Linked DNA regions of Sus scrofa: regions 1 and 3 are each linked to region 2. The links are chromatin contacts, called in public HiChIP or PLAC-seq maps. All regions are on one chromosome and are shown on one strand. The core of a region is the stretch at or near the end of the contact, and the rest is flanking DNA. Distances in the headings are between cores, read along the strand shown. Region 1 holds the start of KISS1R (KISS1 receptor). Region 2 holds the start of ARHGAP45 (minor histocompatibility protein HA-1). Region 3 holds the start of STK11 (serine/threonine-protein kinase STK11).

Region 1 (4,058 bases), core at 448-2,947, 120 kb before region 2:
CAGCCCCCCTAAGAGACCACTTTACAGATGGGAAACTGAGGACCCAGACAGGGCCCTGAAGCTTCCTGGACCCAGCAGGCCTTGGGATGTGTCTACAGGGTGGCAGTGGCCAACATCCACGGGGGTGGGGGGGGGAACAGGCCCACCTGTGGGACAGCTGTGAGGACAGGTTTGAGGAGAACAGGTTCTTTCATCCTCTCAGGGATGCTCCCCACGGGTTTGACACCCACTCCTCTGGGCAAAAATACACCTGCTCTGCCACCGGCCCCTCCCCCAGGAACAGGCCAGAGAGGAACCAATTTCCTGGTACAGGAAATCAAGGAGGGCTCAGAGCGGAGGTGACTCAGGCTGGGGTGGGGCCGACTCAGGGGGCAGAGGCCACCTCCCCTCCCAGGACATGGAAGTGAGGAGACCTGGGGGCAGGTCAGAGGGACCCACTTGGTAGGTAAATACCCACTTTGGGTGGTTAAGCCGCCTCAAAAGGGGTAAATACCCACATCTGTGGAGCCCGGTAGGGCCTCTGCCTAAAAATCCAGGTGGAGATAATAACAAAAAAGTAATAACAAGTGTAATAATAAAGCAATAATAAAATAGTAAAATGACAGTCTTCTTAAATAGTAATAAAAGATCCCAAACAGTAAGATATTTAAGATAATTATTAAGGAATGGATGCTCCCCTTTGCTGGGCACCTCCAAGTGCACGGTCACTGACCCCAGCCACTCTGGCAGGAGCACTATTATTTCATTTTGCAGATGGGGAAACTGAGGGATGGAAGGGGTAATAACCCACCCAGGCCACTTGGACAGGCACACTGGAGGAGGCTGAACTGGAACCCAAGCAGTCAGGGTGGCCCACCCAGGTATCCACATAAATACCCAGGTTAGAAAGAAATCAGTGACGACGGGGGACATAACCATACGGGGACGACCCACCTTCCTGTCTGCCTCCCGCGACAGACGCGACGGGGCTGTTAAGTCCCTCTTTAACTGGGATATCTATCTGGAGAAAAACAAAGGGCCTGTCCACCAGGAGATGGGGGGCTGACAATCCCGAGGGGTACACAGGACTGGCTGGGAGGTGAATAAACACCTGGCTTGGAGACAGCAACAGCGGCAAGTGGCTAAATACCCAGAACAACACCAGCACGGTTTCCGGGTACACCGCGCGCAACGGCACCACCTCACCCGAGCTCGCAACCCAGCGCCCGGGACCCTCGAAGCCCGGAGGCTGCAGCACCCGGGGGTCTTTAAGGGAGACATGGATGTGTCTCCCTGCGTCCCGGCAAATGCCCGGCGTGACGGGGATGGGGCTCCCTCGGTAAACGGCACTAACAATAAAGCCCCCCCCGCGCCGCTCCCCTCTGCGTGGGGGAGCCCCAAGGAGAAGGGGCGGGGCGGGCCCGGGGCTGCCGCCGGGGAGGGGGACAAGAGAGGGGGCCCCGGAGCCTGGGAGCGCGCCCCGCCCGCCTGCCCGCCGCACTCACAGCGTCCGCCGCCCGCCGGGGGAGACCCCCGCCGCCGCCGCCGCCACCTCCGGGCCGCCCTCCGGGTTCTCCAACGCTACCATAGCTCGGACACCCCGGTGCCTGCCGCCGCCCGACAGGGCCTTCACGGGGCCGGGCAGGAAGTGACGGGCACCCGGGGGCGGGCCGGGGCGGAGCCTGGAGGCTGGACGCGCCGGGCGGGGAGGGTGGCCAGGTCCCTGCCAGACCGGGGCTGCGGGCAGAGTACGTCCAGCGCCGGGCACCGACGAGGACCCTAAGACGGGGCTCAGGGACCGTAGCCATGTCCCGGCCGGACCCGAGCTGCTGGGGATGGGAGGAGCGGGGGAAGGACACCCAACCCCGGGGGACGGGGACCAGTACCACATCCCCGCCAAACCCGGGCTGCGGGGGTGAAGGGAAGACACGCAGACCCGGGAACGGTCGGGGACACTGAGATAGAAGGCCGCGGCTGTCCCTGCGCCCAGGCGGGGATGTGAGCGGGGCACCCAGCCCTGGGAGGACAGATAGGGAAAGTCAGGCCCGGGTAAAGAGGAGGGAAGGGGATGTCTTTTTCCGAGGCAGATGAAATGACCCATGCTACTACCCCCACCCAGCACAAACAGGGCTTTCCTTCCACCAGCCCCTCTCAGTCCTCCCTAAGAGTGCACCCTGGAGCCTGGCTGAGAGCCGTTTACTCATCTGTAAATATAGAAGAAAGCGAGCCCCACCCCCTTTTGCCTTTTAGTTTAGTTTTTTTTTGTTGTTGTTGTTGTTGTTGTTGCTATTTCTTGGGCCGCTCCCGCGGCATATGGAGGTTCCCAGGCTAGGGGTTGAATCGGAGCTGTAGCCACCGGCCTACGCCAGAGCCATAGCAACGCGGGATCCGAGCCGCGTCTGCAACCTACGCCACAGCTCACGGCTCACGGCAACGCCGGATCGTTAACCCACTGAGCAAGGGCAGGGACCGAACCCGAAACCTCATGGTTCCTAGTCGGATTCCTTAACCACTGCGCCACGACGGGAACTCCTAGTTTTTTCATTTAGCAAATGCCCACCTTCTTTGGGGAGGGAGGCAGGGCTCTCCCCTTCCAGCAGTGATCAAACAGACCCCCACCCTCCGCAGTAGGCTACGGAAGAGGAGACTTTTGGAAAGAGGCCTGGCAGGTTGCAAAAGTAGGAAGGGTGTGCCAGGTAGAGAGAACTGTCAGTGCAGAGGTCCTGGGGCATCCACAATGGCCAGAGCAGGGGGATGGTAGAGACTGGGGGTTTCCGGGGAGGGCAGATCAGTGAGACTGGTAGCCCTTTGATGACAGATTTGGTTTTTGATGAAAGGGCAATGGGGAGCCAGGGGAGGGTTTAGAACAGAGAATTAAACCTGTTGGAGAATCTAGAATCCACCCTTCCTTCCACAAGGAAAGTAAGGAACCAGGACCATGTTAAGGGACAACACTGGGATACAACCCGCTAGATCTAGCCTGGTGGAAATTGTACAGGACAAACAACCTGATTGCTTTAACAAATACAGAGGAAGGGGAGGGGGAAAAAAAGGAGAAACTATTTCAAGACCCAAGAGAGCACATACTGGGTGACTTCATGTAGATACATGTGAAAAGAAGCAAAAGAACTCAGTGATACAATTTGGGAGATGGTGCCTCTGGGGAGAGTGCTTGGGTGGAGGTTTGGGGGCCTGGATGTTTGGTCTCTGGCTCTGGCTGGTGATGACCAGCTGCTCAACAGAGGCTCTAACTGTATAGGACGAAGCCCAGGCCCTGCCTTGATCCTCTGACCTCACTCCCAGGGCCCTTGTCTTCACCTTCTTAACACCTTCCTGGATCCTCGGTCAGCCCATGAGTGCGGCTGCTCCCAGACATCCCCCCCAATCCACAAGGCCCCTCAAAACCTGCTGCATGCTCTACCAGGCCCACTTAGCTCTGTAGCCTCCCCAGAATGGTTCTCAGCCCCCACGGAGAAACCTTGTTTTTTTTTAATTCAGTGAATTTTATTATATTTATAGTTGAGGTCTCCTCATTCTAACCTGGCCCTCATTACCATCCCAAAAGGATTTTCTTTCTTTCTTCCTTTTCTGAATTTTTAGCCCATTCTTTATCAAGAATGGTGTTGAAGGAGTTCCAGTTGTGGCAAAGTGGAAACGAATCTGATTAGGAACCATGAGGTTGGGGGTTCCATCCCTGGCCTCACTCAATGAGTTAAGGATCTGGTGTTGCCATGAGCTGTGGTGTAGGTCGCAGATGCGGCCTGGATTCTGCATTGCTGTGGCTGTGGCGTAGGCCGGCAGCTGTAACTCTGATTTGACCCCTCCGATTCGGCCTGGAAACTTCCATATGCCCCAAGTGTGACCCTAAAAAGCAAAAGAAAAAGAAAGAATGGTGTTGAAGGTTTGAAAAAGGTGAACAGGGAAATGCCTCCTCCCTAGGCTCCTGTACTTCCTGCTGAGCCACAATTGGAACTCCTCTTCCCTCCGCCTTTTAGGCTTTTTTTTTTTTTAATGTATTTTTGGCTGTACCTGTATACATGGAAATTCCCAGCGCCAGGGGTCGAACCCACACCACAGCA
Region 2 (4,085 bases), core at 264-2,763:
GACTGAGCCTGTGCCGGGCCCGCAGAGCCCCAAACTCATCACCCAGTTCTTCGACAACCACAGTATGGCTGAGACCGTGCTCTGAGCCTCCCTCCTCTGTGGAGCTGGTGGGAGGCCCTGGGAGTGAAGAAGGCAGGACAGAGGGGTGGGACACCGGACCCAGACTCCCTGGAGGAAATAAAGAAAAGCTGATGTGAAGCAGTGTGCACGTGTGCCCATGCTCCAGGCTGCATGCCTGTCCACAAATGGTTCTCTGTATACGTTTCTGCCACCCGAGTGTGTGGAGGCATGGGCGTGGGGACACAGATGCAGTATGAAGTATGCGCGAGGGTCAGTGTCTCTGCAGTGGCTGCTGTGTGCCTGCCTGGGGCTCCTAGCCAACTGAACTCCTAGCTGTGAAGGGCTCTGCGGTGGCCTGGGGATGTCACACGTGCAGTGCAGGTGTGCCCTTAAGAGCCTGGACCCTGGACCCCAAGCCCCTAAGTGGCCACATGGTTCTGGCGCCTGAGGGCGGTACCTGTGAGTGGCTGGTTATGAAGTGGGCATGAGGTCAGGGCTCAGGAATGTCTGGGGCAGCTGGAGGAGCCCGGCAGGGGTGGCCTGGACCTCAGGCCTCCTAGCCAGGCCAGAAGCCCATCCACCAGCCAGCCGTTGCCCCCAATCCTGGCCTTCAGAGCCATGAGTGGTGGTCAGAGGATCCTTAAGGGACTTCTGGGCTGGGTCTGTGGATGGACCTGGGCCTGGAGAGCCAGGTTTGGCATGAGGGGCTGTGGCCTGCATGCCCTTTGCCCTGGAGATCGTCCCCTCCCACTGGAGGTCAGTGGGGGCCAGTGTTGGGAAGGGTGGAGGGACTGGGGTTTGGGGATTTGTGGATGAGACTCTGGAAGGAGAGGGGAGAAGGCTCAGAGTTGGGGGCTCAAGAGAAGAGATGGTCACAGGGGAGGGGGGTGCCGGGAGGGGAGAATGAGGTGGGGAACTGTACCCACCGCTCTGGCCCCAGTTCTGAGAGTGGCCATGGCTGGGATGGGAGGAGACGGTGAGGTGGCCTGAGGCATTTTATCAGCCCTGCTGCTGGCCAGTGGTCCGGTGGCCAGGGGTCAGTGCGTGTGCCCAGGATGTAGAATGCGGCTGGGGGGAGCTGGGCTGAGGCCAATGCAGGTGGGGCACAGGGGGGTGACCGCTCTGCCCTACTCTGGCCCAGCCCTGGGCCCAACAGGGGCTCTCCAGAGGACGCAGGGTGGGCACACCCATGAGGGAACAGCAACTGGAGGGCGGGTGTGTCTGTATCCGTTTCATCTGGGGAGCTTGGTGGTTTCTGAGCACGTGTTAGGACCAAGTCCGTGTCGCTGTGTGTCACTGTGCACGCGTGTCTGCTCTGCTGGGTGATTTAGGTCTTCCGAGTGAAGGTCAGCGTCTCTAGTGGCCGCCGTGTGCCTGCCTGGGGCTCGTCTGGGGCCAGCACCAGGCAGGGGAACCTCATCTCACATGCGCGCGCAGGGCTACTGAAAGCGGAAGCTAGGGGCGGGGCCCAGGACCCCACCTTCAAGCCCACTGTGCGGAGGGGCAGGCTGAGGCCCAGGCCTGAGAGGATTAGGGGCGGGTCTGCGTCACCGCCTCCGGAGGCCTTTTCCTGTGGGGGGAAGCGCTGCCAATGAGGGCTGGGCCTGTCACGTGGGCCTGACAGCTGGGGAGGGGGTGGCCGGTGACAATGTGGTCCTGAGGCCACCAACATCAGGAGCTGCAGCGCTGAGACCCCCGGCCCGCCGCCCTCGGGCCCTTCGGGGCTGCTGGGCACGGCCCCACCATGTTCTCCAGGAAGAAGCGAGAGCTCATGAAAACCCCATCCATCTCAAAAAAGAACCGGGCGGGAAGCCCCTGCCCACAGCCCTCGGGGGTGAGTGAACCTCCACTGGGAGCGCGGAGCAGGCAGGGAACCTTGGAGCGCCCCCTGGACAGCAGGGGGACAGGGTGGGGGGGGTCACCCTGTGCTCAGGCCGCCGGGCAGGGCCAGGCAGTGCCATGCTGGGCCAGCAGCAGAGGGCTCGAGCCAGCTACAGCCCCCATCGGGCTGGACAGCAGGGGCCACGCAGGATGGGCCGGGACCCCAGTGTTCAGCTCACGGTAGGAGCCCTGTGGGAGGCCACCACACCACCATCCTATCCAGGGCTGGTTGTGGGGTCCCGGGAGTGTGCCGGGCGGGTGTAGGGGTGTGAGCACATTGGGTCTGGGACTCTAGGGTAGGGGCTCAGAACTGGGGGCCTCCAGGCACCATTAGATTTGAGAGCCATGGCACTGCCATGGGCAGAAGGTTTATAGGGAGCAGAGTGTGGGATGAGACCCATGGGCACAGGGCCTGGGTGTAAATTTTGGGGGCGTCCGTGAGACTCGGGGGCCTGCTGAACCTTTAGAGTTCAGGCTTCAAGGTATCATTACCAATGAGTCTGTGTGCCTGCAGTGACCTGGCCTGAGGGCAGCTAAGGAGACCCTAGCCCTCCCTACCCTCTCAGGAAGTGGGGTGCCCCTCCCCCGCACCCCTGCAGGCACCGCCCCTGGCTGTGGTTTGGGGCAGAGACGGTTGTTTGTGAAAGCTCTGGGGAAGAGGATGTTGGGTAACAGGTGTGGGAGGGGCATGACACCAAATCTCAGCCCTCTGACCTGTGGCCTTTGCCCCTGTGGAGTCAGGCTGAAGACCCTCCAGAGCCCCACTTCACCTCTGGGGAAACTGAGGCAGGGCCTGGGGTCGGGGGAACACCTGCTGTACCAGCTCCCCTTCCCCTCCCAGGAGCTAACCAGGAGAGATGGGGCTGATACAGTGTCCCTGGGACCCAGCTTGGAACCACCAAGTGTGGCCTCAAATGCCAAGGCCACAGGCACACTCAAGAGGCCCACCAGCCTGAGCCGCCACGCCAGTGCGGCTGGCTTCCCATTGTCCGGAGCCAGCACCTGGACGCTTGGCCGTGGCCACCGCAGCCCACTGACCACGGCCAGTCCAGCCGAGGTACCCAACCAGGGACCCTGCCCCGACACCGTGGAGGACATCTCCCATCTGCTGGCTGACGTGGCCCGCTTTGCCGAGGGCCTTGAGAAGCTGAAGGAGTGTGTTCTGCATGACGGTGAGAAGCTGCAGGCACACTGAGGCCTGGGTAGAAGGCAAAGTCAGACACAGATGTCCCAAGCCGGGTGGGGTCAGGCAGGTGGAGGGAGGGACTGGGGGAGGCTCCGAAGGGGGTTATAGGGAGGGCTTCATGGAAAAAGCCACTGCAGCTAGGGTTCCAAGGGATGTATAGGAGTTTGGTAGCAATTAGGGAGGAAAGGCATTGAGGCAGAGGGAATGTCCTCAGAAACATCAAATGGAGATGCATTTGGAAGAACAAAGTTCTGGTGTATGAAGCCTATGAGGCTGAAGGCATTGAGAATGGCAAGCAGAGTGTCCCTGGATGTTGTCCTGACAGTGGTGGGGAGCCATAGAAGGTGATAGAGAAGGGATGGATCTGCATGTTGGACTGAAATGCACTGGAGGCAGGCTGAGGTCTGAATCTCTGGACAGAGATTCAAGAGGGACAAGGGGCAGGACTGGCACGTAAGCTGCAGGAGTGATTGGCCTGTGGGATGGCAGTTCCGTTTTCTCCGCGCGTCCGCTGACAGCCCAGCTTCCTGCTGAGTTATTTTCATCTGCTTCCTGTTTGTCCCTGGCAGCCAAGGAGGGCACCTCGATCCCTCCTCCCGGAAACCGCAGTGCCAGGGCTGTGCTAAACACTCCGGCCAGCTCCCTCCAGGTGCCCATTTTACAGATGAGGCAACTGAGGCCCACTGTGGGGCCCTGACTCACCCCACCAAGTTGGGAGCAGAGTCCCAATGTCACCTCAGCCTAGAGAGAGACTTCAGCTTCGTAGGGCTAATGGGGGGCTCTGGCCAGGCCTCGGCTGGGACTGGTATGTCAGCCCCAGGTTATCTAGTCCCGGGTGGGGCGCGAGTTGTTTCCTGGGGAAACTCTAATCTCGGTTCCTTTCCGATCCTGGCGCTTCCTTGGAGGCCAGGCCTGGGCGGGGCCAAGCCAGCAGGAGTCCTGCAGAAGGTCAGCCAGA
Region 3 (3,816 bases), core at 1,008-3,507, 110 kb after region 2:
AATTTATCACATCTGTAGTTACATAATGATCATAACAATCCAATTTCACAGGATTTCCATCCCATAACCCAGGCACATCCCCCACCCCCCAATGTCTATTTCTTCTTGAATGAGCTTTCAGACTTTGGTGCATCTCATGCTGAATGTATGGGTGAGATTTGTTCCTATATCTAAACCTTTCAATATCTGTAAGGTCTGTAGTGATATCCGTTCTTTCATTCCTGATATTGGCTACCTTTCTTGATCAATCTTGCTACAGTTTTATCATTTCTGGATCTTTCCAAACAACAGTCTCTTGGCTTCACTGACTTTCCTTATTCCCTCCACTGTGACAGCAGAAAGAGTCAAAGACAAGCAGCACTCAGAGATGCGGAATAGCTAGGTTTGTTCAGCACCAGTGCGGGCTCAGAGGAGTCACCTCCAAAGTCTGAGCACCAGGTCTTTGTTCTGAGTAACATTTTTTTTGTCTTTTTAGGGCCACACCCGCGGCATATGGAGGTTCCCAGGCTAGGGGTCAAATCGGAGCTGTAGCCGCTGGCCCACGCCAGAGCCACAGCAACAACAGATCCGAGCCATGTCTGCGACCTACACCATGGCTCATGGCAACACCGGATCCTTAACCCACTGAGCGAGACAAGGGATTGAACCCGAAACCTCATGGTTCCTAGTCGGATTCGTTTCCCCTGTGCCAGGACGGGAACTCCCTGAGTAACTTTTATGCAATACAGACTTCCAGATCTTAATGTTTTCCCATGCAAGCAGCTCCGGCCCTCCACCTTCCTGGAGCAGACAGAGTTCTTGCCTAAGAAGCTGACAAGCAATGCTTGGAACATGATTAGCAGGGCTGCTAGCAAGGACATAAGGCAAGTAGTTGCTACATGATTACAAGAAAGGTGGTATGTGGCAAGCAAAGCTGCTGACAGGCACGTAGCTGCCTTTTCAGCCAGGGGCGGCGGGGGCGGGGGGGGGGGGAGGTTGTTTCTCTAGTTCTTACTTCAATATTGGCCATCTTTTTTTATTGACCAATTTGGCTACAGTTTAATTAAGTTTCTGGATCTTTTCAAAGACAGTCTTTTGGCTTCACTGACTTTCCTTAGTCTTCCCACTCCCACCCCAAATCTGCGGCACGTGAAAGTTCCCAGGCCAGGGACTGAACCCTGGCCACAGCAAAGACAACACGGGATCCTTAACCCGCTTAGCCACTGGGGAACTCCTGGTTTTCATTACCCTTTTTCCGTTGTATTTCATTGGTTTCTGGTTTATGATTTAGGAATTTGGGGCTAACTCCCATGTTCTGATTAGGGCTGGCTGGTACACTGGTGTGACCTGGGACTCCTATCCCTCAAAGCCATAGCAATCCCCCTTCTCTGGGTATTTGAGAATCCGATGAGACACATGGATGTCCCCAAGAACGTGTATACTGGTGAGCTCCATTTCACACATAGTCTTAGGGAGTGCACAGGTGTTGGGTCAAGAACTCCCAGCCTGGAACCCAAATCTGATGGTGTCAAGTCCCAAGGTTTCACAAGCAGTTTGCCCCAGCAAAATAAGAACGTAGTGATACAAACAAACAAAAAGCAAAACAGGTTAAAAAACACAGGCCTGGAAGTATTTTCCACCTCATCAAGCCATATTTTGCCAACTCTGTTTTTCACCCAAAGCACTTTGCTGGCACCATCCCAGCTGGGTTCTGAGTTTTAGCCCATGAATTCCTTTGGGGCAGAAATCATCCAGAGCCCTTCTCAACCCATCTGGCCTGAGATACTTAATAAAGGCTTTTTGCCTCGAATTGTACACTTTGGCTACTTTTTGACCCTTGACCTCGCCTCAAACGGGGTTTCGGTTGAGGAGCCCAGGCAGGGGCACCAGAGTCCCCGAGCCCGGCCCCCGCCCAGGAGCACTGCACTCGCCCGGTCCCATGGAAGACTTTAGAACTCCAGACCTCCGACCTCGGCTCCCAACCCCTCCCAGGTCAACGCCCGGGTTTCGCTTCCCGGCTCCTGCTTTCCGCCCCCTCGCCGTGACGGGCGTTTCCTCAGGCCAATGAACAAACGGTATCCACCCCTGGGGCGGGGCCCAGCGGGAACCAATCCCCGCTCGGGCGCCCGCCCGGATCCAAACGGCCCAATAGGAGCGGCGGCGGGGCGCGCCTCGGGGGTCGAGGCCAGGCGGCTCGGCCAACGGACGTGCACGTCGGCGCCGCGAGGGGCGGGTCCGCGACGGGCGTGCGGCGGCACGGCGGCGCAGGGAGGGGGAGGAGATAAACAAGATGGCGGCGGCGTGTAGGGCGCGGAAGGGGGAGGCGGCCCGGGGCGCCCTCGAGTGAGGCGGGGCGCGGCGGCAGCGGCGGCGGGCGCCAGCCGGCAGCGCGGCCGCCTTGCATGGGCTGGGCCCCCGCGCCGCCCCGCCTGCTCCACGCGCGCGGCGGCCGCGGCGGGGGACGGGCCACCCGGACCCCGGCGGCCTCAGGAACCCCGGCCCGGCGCCTGCGGCCTGCGCCGCCTCAGCCGCCCGGAGCTCCACGCGCCCCGCGTTCCGCGGCCGACGGAGTTCCGGCGCAGACCGAGCGCGGGCTGCCGTTTGGGGCGCGGCGCCCTCCGGGCCCGCGCGGCCGCTCGGGGTCCCAGGCCGGTGTGCGGACGCCCGGGCGGCGGCCGACTCCGACGGGGGTCGCTCCCTGCGGCCGGCGGGCCCCGGGCAGTCCCGGCGCTGGAGGGAGCCAGCGGGGCCAAACAGAGGTTCCCCGTGCGCTCCGGACACGCACCTGCCGGCGTCTCGGGCGCCCCGGCCGGCGGGGCCGGCGGGAGCCGCCCCCGAGCAGCGCGCCGGATCCCCAGCGAAGCTCGCCTGCCCGGCTCTGGGGGCCCCGGGGCCGGCCTGCGCGGGGCCCCGGGCGCGCGCCATGGCTCGCTAGTAATGGACGGCGCGGAGAAGACTCGACCCGGCCGCGTCCGTGTTCGTTCGAGGGTCTAAAGTCCCTGGAGGATGACCTAGCACTTCCCGGCCCCACCGGCCTCCCGAGGGCCCCCGTGGACGCGCCGGCCCGCCTCAAAACTGTGAGGCCGGGCGGCCGCAAAACTTGGGACGCTGCACACACCCGGGTGTCCGGGCTTTGGACCAGGCGCGCCTTTTGAACTCACGTTCAGTACAATCGTTTCTTTTCCAAGAAGGGTTTTCTTTTTCTTTCTTTCTTTCTTTCTTTTTTTTCTTTTTGCGATTTTGTGACTTTTATTTTTGGAGAAGGGAATCTTGGGGAGGGGGGACAAAAGGAAGAACCGCTCACCAGGAAGTACACAAAGGGGATTAGAGATCGCCTGCGGGAGTCGGAGCCCTAGGGTCCAGGATGGATGTGGCGGACCCGCAGCAGCTGGGCATGTTTACAGAGGGCGAGCTGATGTCGGTGGGGATGGACACGTTCATCCATCGCATCGACTCTACTGAGGTCATCTACCAGCCCCGCCGCAAGCGGGCCAAGCTCATCGGCAAGTACCTGATGGGGGACCTGCTGGGGGAGGGGTCGTATGGCAAAGTGAAGGAGGTGCTGGACTCAGAAACGCTGTGCAGGAGAGCTGTCAAAATCCTCAAGAAGAAGAAGTTGCGAAGGATCCCCAACGGGGAGGCCAATGTGAAGAAGTAAGTGCCGACTTCCTGGGTTGGGGTGAGGTCTCCTTCCTTCTTTCAATCCTTCCTTCCTCCCTCCCTTCTTTTCTCCGTTTCTACCTTCCATACTCCCTTTCCTTAAGAACCTGAGCTGAACCGCCGGGAAGGTTGTGGGTGACTGGCTTGGATAATTGGGCGAAGTCAGCCTAGCTTGTT

The links. HiChIP or PLAC-seq counts read pairs in DNA pulled down with a chosen protein or histone mark.
Region 1: an H3K27ac HiChIP or PLAC-seq map of alveolar macrophages shows a contact between it and region 2. The contact joins the promoter of KISS1R here to the promoter of ARHGAP45 in region 2. A contact is called at or near these places in 1 of 47 Hi-C or Micro-C datasets (fetal skeletal muscle) and 1 of 2 datasets of contacts at active chromatin or transcription factors (alveolar macrophages).
Region 3: a contact with region 2 is called in an H3K27ac HiChIP or PLAC-seq map of alveolar macrophages. The contact joins the promoter of STK11 here to the promoter of ARHGAP45 in region 2. A contact is called at or near these places in 6 of 47 Hi-C or Micro-C datasets (embryonic fibroblasts, fetal heart ventricle, heart right ventricle and 2 more) and 1 of 2 datasets of contacts at active chromatin or transcription factors (alveolar macrophages).

The regions. Positions count from the first base shown.
Region 1 is chr2:77,476,843-77,480,900 of Sscrofa11.1, reverse strand. It overlaps KISS1R (KISS1 receptor), which reads left to right and starts at 1,697. Exons shown (of 6, transcript NM_001044624.2): 1 at 1,697-1,727. It overlaps R3HDM4 (R3H domain-containing protein 4), which reads right to left and starts at 1,642. Exons shown (of 8, transcript XM_003122984.3): 1 at 1,485-1,642. The coding sequence starts at 1,567.
Region 2 is chr2:77,353,322-77,357,406 of Sscrofa11.1, reverse strand. It overlaps ARHGAP45 (minor histocompatibility protein HA-1), which reads left to right and starts at 1,513. Exons shown (of 23, transcript XM_003353961.4): 1 at 1,513-1,894; 2 at 2,783-3,113. The coding sequence starts at 1,805. ABCA7 (ATP-binding cassette sub-family A member 7) reads left to right here. Exons shown (of 47, transcript XM_013994807.2): 47 at 1-246. The coding sequence ends at 85.
Region 3 is chr2:77,247,763-77,251,578 of Sscrofa11.1, reverse strand. It overlaps STK11 (serine/threonine-protein kinase STK11), which reads left to right and starts at 2,257. Exons shown (of 10, transcript XM_021084263.1): 1 at 2,257-3,633. The coding sequence starts at 3,344.